2 separate regions of the Ovis aries genome follow, and region 1 is linked to region 2. The links are chromatin contacts, called in public Hi-C maps. All regions are on one chromosome and are shown on one strand. The core of a region is the stretch at or near the end of the contact, and the rest is flanking DNA. Distances in the headings are between cores, read along the strand shown.

Region 1 (4,153 bases), core at 26-2,525, 180 kb after region 2:
TGCTCAGTTCTCTCTAGTCCTTGCCTTCCTAGGCTTAAATTCTCATTCTGGTTCCTTTAAGCACTTATCCTCAGTTTCATTATATCTGGCTCTGAGTGTGTAGAATCCCAAAACAAAACATGTCTGGTTCCTTGATGGTTCATGCTAGCGGCTCTGTCAATCTGCCTGTGTAGCCTTGCAAATGGGAGGTGCGCCCCGTGATTCTGAAGATGCCAGGAGGTAGGAATATAAAGGTGAGTCACACAGACCAGGCAGCCCAGGTGAATGAAATGCTTCAGCTTCAGGTTGCACTGTTTCCTCTCCGCTTAAAGACGCAGCCTCCTCTTCCAGGAAGGCCACCGTCACAGGCTGGGGTAGACCTCCATCCCTGTGCTCAACTCCGTGGCAGCAGTCTTCTGCTGCAGCCTTCAGAGCTGCAACCCTGTGACTCCTTATCTGCCCTCTGTTCTGGGTCCACGAGCCAGGCCTCTGTATTCCAGCAGCTTACCCTCTGATGTCCAACACGATGATTAACTAGATGCCCAGTAGATGTTTGTTGAGGGAGCAAACACTCCAAAGAAGCTTTCCAGATTCTAGGCAAAATTTCTGCCCAAAAGTCCTGTGCTTGTGTGTACATTTGAACACTGCATGTGTTCATGTGTGTGCATTTGTGTTTGAGAGTAGTGCTTACCTTTGAGGGCTTCCCAGGTGGCTCAGTGGTAAGGAATCCACCTGCAAGTGCAGAAATCTGGGAGACACAGATTCGATCCCTGGGTCGGGGAGATCCCCTGAATGAGGAAATGGCAACCCACTCCAGTATTATTGCTTGGAGAATCCCATGGACAGAGGAGCTTTGTGGACTACAGTCCATAGGGTCGCAAATAGTCAGACATGACAGAGCCACTGAGCATGCTTAGCTTTATATGAATATGTGTGCCTGTGAGTAGGTATGTATATGAGAGTGTCTATGTGTTTGTGTGTGTATCTGACTTTGTATGTGTGTGTAATAAAGTGTATATCTCTGTGTGCCCCTGTAGAGGCAGACGTGTCCTGGGGGTGGGTGCGTGGCATGCAGGGTGTGGGCAGAAGCAAAAACAGAACCATAAAGAAGTTCACCATTCAAAAGGCTCACGTCAGAAGTAAACATCAGAGCAAGGCGCTCCAGGAGGAAAATGCTAGATTCCAAAGTGAAACATGTCTTCATTTTCTTGCTGTGACATTTGCTGGAACCACAGCCCAGGCTCCAGTGCCGCGTGGTCAGTGTGGTTCTTTTCCTCATGAGGAAGTGAGAGCAGGTGCAGGTTTAGCTCTGAGCTCCTTTCCTAAATAACTTCCTGTCTGAGCTCCCCATTCGAGGCCTCAGTCCCCATACTTCCCCTTTCCCCAAAGTCCCTGCGTCTTTCTGATCTAAGAGTTTAACCTCTGTGACCAGAGTGTGCTGACGCATGCTAGGCCTCTGGCTTGTTGCTCACGACCTCAGGATTTGCAGAAGGAGCTGAAACCTTGGGACTGTTGTTGGTCCTCGGTGTCCTGTCTGGGCAAGAGTGTGTGCACGTGTGTGTGTGGAGAAGGGGGAGAAATATGGGATTACCTTTCAGGAGACAGGCAGCAGGATGAAGAAACGACAACCAGACAACAATTCCATACCATCACGTTACTGAAAGTCCTCCTGCCACCATCTATGTGAGCTTTTCATTTAGGTCAAGAGTTTGGGGGCCAGGTTGTCTTCTCCTCCCTTATAGGGAGACTGCTGTATCTGCTCTCCTCTGCCACAGAAACACAGTGAAAAAATCATGTCCAGACTGGGTGCTTTACTTATCAGTCCGCATTTTTTTAATTAAATTAGTGTATTTATTTTCAGCAATTGGGTCTGACCCAATAAGACAAGTCCTCACAAGGGGCTGGGGCCTTCCTGGAGACAGTGGGAAATGGGCTGGATTGGAAAGAGGCCAAATGCTGGCTTTGGCAATGGAGGGTCCACAAGACAAGGAAAGTGAGGGTCTCCATGGGTGGAGAATGACCTGTAGCTGATGGTCCTCAAGAAACAGGGACTTCAGTCCCAAGAAACTGAACTCCACCACCAATCAGAATGAGCTTGCAAGTAGATTTGCCCCTAGAGCCACCAGCAATGAAAATAGGCTGCTGACCGCTGTGATTTAAATCTTGTGAAACCTTGAGCACAGAAATGAGTTGAGGCCTGCCTGGATAATCCAGAACCGTAAGCTATAAATAGATTTTGTCTCAAGTCACTAAGTTGGTGGTATTTATTACATAGCAGTAGGACACTCATAGCCCACTCCGGTACTCTTGCCTGGAAAATCCCATGGACGGAGGGGCCGGGTAGGCTGCAGTCCATGGGGTCACGAAGAGTTGGACATAAGTGAGCGACCTCGCTTTCATTTTTCACTTTCGTGCATTGGAGAAGGAAATGGCAACTCACTCCAGTGTTCTTGCCTGGGGAATCCCAGGGACAGCGGAGCCTGGTGGGCTGCAGTCTATGGGGTCGCACAGAGTTGGACATGACTGAAGCGACTTAGCAGCAGCAGCAGCATGACACTCATATAGCCTGGCTACTTTCTTTGAAGGAGAAAGGGAAAATTCAGAAGGGAAGAACACACGTTAATATCTCACTGAAGCAGCCTGCAGCAGCTGCACTGATACTTGCTCTCCTACAGGGGAGAGAAATTGCTCTAACTACTCTATCTTTGGGCTCCCCAGGTGGCTCATTGGCAAAGAATCCACCTGCCAATTGAACTGAGGTTCAATCCCTAGGTCAGGAAGATCCCTTGGAGTAAGAAATGGCAAGCCACTCCAGTATTCTTGCCTGGAGAATCCTAGGGACAAAGGAGCCTGGTGTGCTACAGTCCACGAGGTCACAAATAGTCAGACACAGCTGAGTACGCATGCACCATACCTTCACCAGCAATGACTTTTATCATTTTGTTTTGTTGACAAGCGAAAGATGGTGTCAGACGGGTATCCTTAGAGGCCCGGGAATAATCTGTGTTGGAGTGAACATTGTCATGGACACCTGTAATTACTCCTTAGGTAATAGCTCTGTGAATGGGGTAAAACAAAAGTATGTGTTTAATGATTTAGATCAGTAACTTCATAGCTTTCCAAAAGAGCTCTCAGTCACCATGAGAAGATCACACACTCCTGCCAACATGAGTTTCAGCTGACTTTTTGTCTGTCTGTGTTTGTTTAAGTAAAATGCGTATTAAAATATGGCATGGTGTTAGTTTCCTAGGAATGCTGTTATTTGCTCCAAGCAGATGTGTGTTCTCTCTCAGTTCTGGAGGCCTGAAGCAAAGACTTTGGCAGAGTCGTGCTCCCTCCAAGAGCTCTGGGGCAGGGTCCCCCAACCTCCAGGATCCAATGCCTGATGATCTGAGGTGGAGCTGATTTACTATATTAGAAATAAAGTGCACAATAAATCTGATGCACTTGGATCATCCCCAACCCCTCACCCACTCCTGCCCAGACCATGGCAGAGTTGTCTTCCACAAAGCCAGACAGACCCTGATGTCAAAAAGCTTGGGGACCACTGTGATGGGGGCAGACCTTTCTGCTGTGGAGGAAGACATTTTCCTCTGCTAGGTTCTTCTGACTGGTTTAAGAATTAAATTGACATGAGACAGATTAACAAGAGAAAGCAAACAAAAGTTTAATAATATCCCCATGGGAGAGACCCTGGAAAACTGAGTAACTCACTGAAATGGCTGAAGTCCTTCCCTTAAACACTATCTTCAGCTAAGGACAAGAGAGGAAGTAGGGGAAGTGGATGGGCTTTCAAAGTGGAAGAAGGTGATTCTCGCAGAGATAGAAAAGCAAATGTCTGGTAGACAAGTGTTTGCTGGGCCTGCAGGGACAATGGATACAGATGGACTCTGATCTCCAGGCCCTGCCAGTGTCCCCACCTCACCTGGCCCATATTCTTTGCAAGCATCGTTGGTGATAGCTCTCTTCTGCAAAAAAGACCCTTTGTCTAAGTTCTTTAGACAGCCAAGGGAAAGGTAAAAAGTAAGACTTCCTGAGTCATTCAGTTCTTAAAAATAATCAGCCTAAAATAATCCCCACGCCAAAGAGACACATTTTGGGGTGGCCCATACTGCTCCCTGCCGCAGCTCTGCCTCTTTCCAGCTCTGCTGTTGTCATTCCTGGGGTCCCCGGG
Region 2 (4,086 bases), core at 1,530-4,029:
GATTTTGGAGCCCAAAAAAATAAAATCCACCACTGTTTCCATTGTTTCCCCATCTACTTGCCATGAAGTGGTGGGACTGGATGCCGTGATCTTTGTTTTCTGAATGTTGAGTTTTAAGCCAGATTTTTCACTCTCCTCTTTCACTTTCATCAAGAGACTCATTAGTTCCTGTTCGCTTTCTGCCATAAAGGTGGTGTCATCTGCATATCTGAGGTTATTTATATTTCTCCTGGCAATCTTGATTCCAGCTTGTGCTTCATCCAGTCTGGCATTCCACATGATGTACTCTGCATAAGACTTAAATAAGCAGGGTGACAATATACACCCTTCACGTACTCCTTTCCCAATTTTGAACCAGTATGTTGTTCCATGTCTCATTCTAACTGTTGCTTCTTGTCCTGCATACAGGTTTCTCAGGAAACAGCTCAGGTGGTCTGGTATTCGCAGGCCTTTAAGAATTTTCCAGTTTGTTGTGATCCACAGAGTCAAAGGCTTTGTAGTCAATGAAGCAGAAGTAGATGTTTTCCTGGAATTCTCTTGCTTTTTCTATGATCCAACGGATATTGGCAATTTGAGTGGAATTTCTGTCTTTCACAACTGACTTCAGGTTCCTTACACCTTCACTCCCTGTTAACTTAGTGTGTGGGAAAGGTGGGGAGTAGGAGAGAGCAGCAAGCCCTCAGCTCCTGGCATGAATACAAGAGGGCCGTCTGCAGGTAGGTTCCACCCTGGCCAAGTCAAGTGCCTGAGCCTTGGCTTCCTCGGCCGGCACGTTGGACAGAATGATTCACTAGGACTTCTCCAGCCCTGGACCCGGTCTGAGTGGTTGCTGCCACCAGAGGAGTCCCCAGGAGGGACGGTTGGTCCTGCCATCGACACGAAGTCTTCTCATATGGTTCAGTACAAACAAAATCACCTATTTTATCACAGCTTGTGAAAGGAAGGTGGTAAAGGAAAGCTTTTCTACAATAATTTGGTTTTCAGCCATCAATGGTTATCAGACTCATTTCCATCCCCCAGACCCCATTTCCCTCTTCCTGCCTCATAAGCTGGCATTGGGAAGAAGCCCTTGTGCATACTGCCTCTGCTTCTCCTCCTCCACTCAGTTTCCTCTGTACCTGCAGAGGATAAGCCTTGGTTACATGCTTACCAACTAGAATGAGAGCACTGAATCGGAGTGATGGGAGAAGCCAGCCAGGGGCTGGGCACTGGTGCCTGTGACCTACGGTGTAACCTACTCGGAGCTGCTGACACATTTTTGTTTCAGGCCTAAATGCCCCTGGAGCACCAGTCGCTGGAGGATTGGCTCACCTGTGGGCAGGAGGTTCTCAGTTCTCTAAGTGCCATGGGTGGTAGAGGGTGCTCTCCTGAGATGCTCACGCTTGACCTGGGATGTCCGCGCAGACGCTGGAGGTAGCAAAGGGGCTGTCTGGGGCTGGTGAGTCGCCGGAGCTATCTGGGGACAGACAAGTCTCCTTAAATGAAGCCAGGCCTCCGGGGCGAAATGCGCGCAGGTCTGCGCCCCAGGGCAGCGGGGATCCCGTGGAGACCCCACCCCATCCCCCCGGAGTTCTGGCAGGGAAGTGAGCCAGCGTACCAGCGAGGGTCAGTGTCCTGGGCACCGCAAAGGCCACGTGCCCGGGCTGGCTCCCTGCGGCCCACGCCCTCCTTTCCCCTCTACTGGGTGGGGGAGTCTGGGGGTCGGGGCCCTGATCCACAGCCCTCTCTCCCCAGAGGGGGCACTCTCACCCCACTTCTACCTTGGATGGTCCCCAGTCCCTCGGGCAGGGCTGCCCCGGCCCGCCTTGCCCTGGACTCTGGATCCCCAGCCCTCGCTCCTGGAGGCCGGCTGCGCCTCCCACGCTGCAGTCCCGCCGGACAGTCGGTCCGGCCTGGGGCTGGCTGGGCGTGGAGTTCCGGGAGCTATTTTTACAAGATGCGTCAGAGGGCCGAGGCGGGAAGAGCCGGCAGCTCGGGAACCCATTATCTGGGTGCGGCGCGGGAGGAGACGACCAGGGCGATTTCGAAAGCACTGAAAGGCGCGAAAGCGGCCCGCCGGGCTGGGAGGTCCACGCCCGACCTGGGGCGGGGCGCGGGGGGCGGGGCGGGCGAGGGGCGGGGCCGTCGGTACGAGGGCACCACGAAGGGGCGGGGCCATAGGGGCGGGATGAGGGGCGGGGCCTCCTAGGGGCGGGGCCGGGCGCCCTCCTGCCGCAGCAGGCTGCCCGCGGCGGCGGTGGCGGCGCGGGGACTGCGGGGACAGCCAGGCGACCGCGCAGGCAGCGAAGCCCGGGGAAGCCCACGCCCCGCCTGCGCCTCCGAGGCTCGCCCTGGGAGTGGGATTGGCCCCCCGGCGGCGCCGCCCAGGCAGAGGCGAGCCCTCGGCGCTCGGAGCCCGGAACCCGCAGCCGCGGAGAGCCAGGGCAGCGGCTGGAGCGCGGGGGCGCGGCCCGAGGAAGCAGCAGAGAGAGAGCCGGGGCCGGCGGGGGAGGGCGACGGGCGCGAGCAGCCCGCGGCGCCGCAGCGGAGGAGACTGCGCGGGAGACAAAGCCCATCGAGAGAGACGCGATGCCCGGCCGGCGCGGGCGCGGGGGCCGCGGTGTCTGAGCGCGCCGAGCCGTGCGCCCCGGGTACTCCAAGCCCAGGCCGGTGCCGGCGGCTGAGGGCGGCAGGCGGGGCCCAGGTGCGCCCGCCCGCGTCGGGCCCGTAACTGCTCCGGAGGGCGGGGGGCGGCGCCCTCCCGCCGCAGCCGCAGTGGCCGGCGCCGCAGCGAGGAGCCATGGGCAACATCTCCTCCAACATCTCGGCCTTCCAGTCTCTGCACATCGTCATGCTGGGCTTGGACTCGGCCGGCAAGACCACGGTGCTCTACCGGCTCAAGTTCAACGAGTTCGTGAACACCGTGCCCACCATCGGCTTCAACACGGAGAAGATCAAGCTGAGCAACGGCACGGCCAAGGGCATCAGCTGCCACTTCTGGGACGTGGGCGGCCAGGAGAAGCTTCGGCCGCTGTGGAAGTCCTACAGCCGCTGCACGGACGGCATCATCTACGTGGTGGACTCGGTGGACGTGGACCGGCTGGAGGAGGCCAAGACAGAGCTGCACAAAGTGACCAAGTTCGCCGAGAACCAGGGCACGCCGCTGCTGGTCATCGCCAACAAGCAGGACCTGCCCAAGTCGCTGCCCGTGGCGGAGATCGAGAAGCAGCTGGCGCTGCACGAGCTCATCCCGGCCACCACCTACCACGTCCAGCCGGCGTGCGCCATCATCGGCGAGGGTCTCACCGAGGGCATGGACAAGCTGTACGAGATGATCCTGAAACGCAGGAAGTCCCTCAAGCAGAAGAAGAAGCGGTAATGCTCCGGGCGGCGACGTTACGGGGCTAGGCGCGGGGAGCGAGCGAGTCCGGAATGAATGAATGAAAGGCTGTGTGGCCCGCGCGCCCGCGAACAAAGACAGCGAACCAAAGCGACGCTTCGAATTTTTAAAGCGGAGTCTCTGCACCCACATGCAGGACTGGTGACTTAACCTGGGTATGTAGGCAAGCTGGCCAGCCTGCGCTCGACCTGCCCCCCCCCCCCCACCCGCAGCTCAGGGGTCCTTTTGTCTGAAAGCCGGAGCTACTCAGGGGGTGGGGGACCCGGCTGGGGAGTGGACGTGCAGGTCCCACCGTCCGCCCTGCTGGCCCAGGTTGGAAGGCTCAGATATCCGAGACAAAAGCAATTTCCTCCTACTCCAGCAGGGCCAGAAGTTCAGGCTCCCCCGCCCTCACTGGGGATCGCACCTGTGAGCTACCTGAGGTATGCGGCTCCCAGAACCCCGGGAGTTCCCAACTGGGGGCACGGTGGCAGTGGGAGGTGCTGGGGGAACAGCCTCTCCTTGGGCTATGAAAGCTGGATAATTTTATGTCACAGGGCAGGACCCTGTGAAAATCCATTTGCCCTGCTCTGGGCCCAAACGAGGTGGTGGTTTGGGCCATCAGAGGACTGCGTGGAACAGTACCGCAGCTGGAAGGCGCGGGGCGCTGTGCTGGCCTGGGCTGGGGGATGGCCGCGAAGAACGCCCCTTTCCTGGTGCTTTGTGGT

The links. Hi-C and Micro-C count contacts between places; a contact is called where the count stands out from the background.
Region 1: a Hi-C map of blood shows a contact between it and region 2, with 4 times the contacts expected there. The contact joins the enhancer-like site here to the promoter of ARL4C in region 2. A contact is called at or near these places in 8 of 16 Hi-C or Micro-C datasets (blood, hypothalamus, liver and 2 more).

Annotation. Positions count from the first base shown.
Region 1 is chr1:6,758,091-6,762,243 of ARS-UI_Ramb_v3.0, forward strand. It overlaps a transcript of SPP2 not described here. Among named protein-coding and RNA genes, the nearest start is that of ARL4C, 180 kb to the left of the region's middle. Within about 2 kb of position 1,276, at least 4 of the 54 cell types and tissues checked have an H3K27ac peak or open chromatin away from gene starts, as enhancers often do.
Region 2 is chr1:6,572,750-6,576,835 of ARS-UI_Ramb_v3.0, forward strand. It overlaps ARL4C (ADP ribosylation factor like GTPase 4C), which reads left to right and starts at 2,780. Exons shown (of 1, transcript NM_001162554.1): 1 at 2,780-3,358. The coding sequence starts at 2,780. The coding sequence ends at 3,358. It also overlaps a transcript of SPP2 not described here.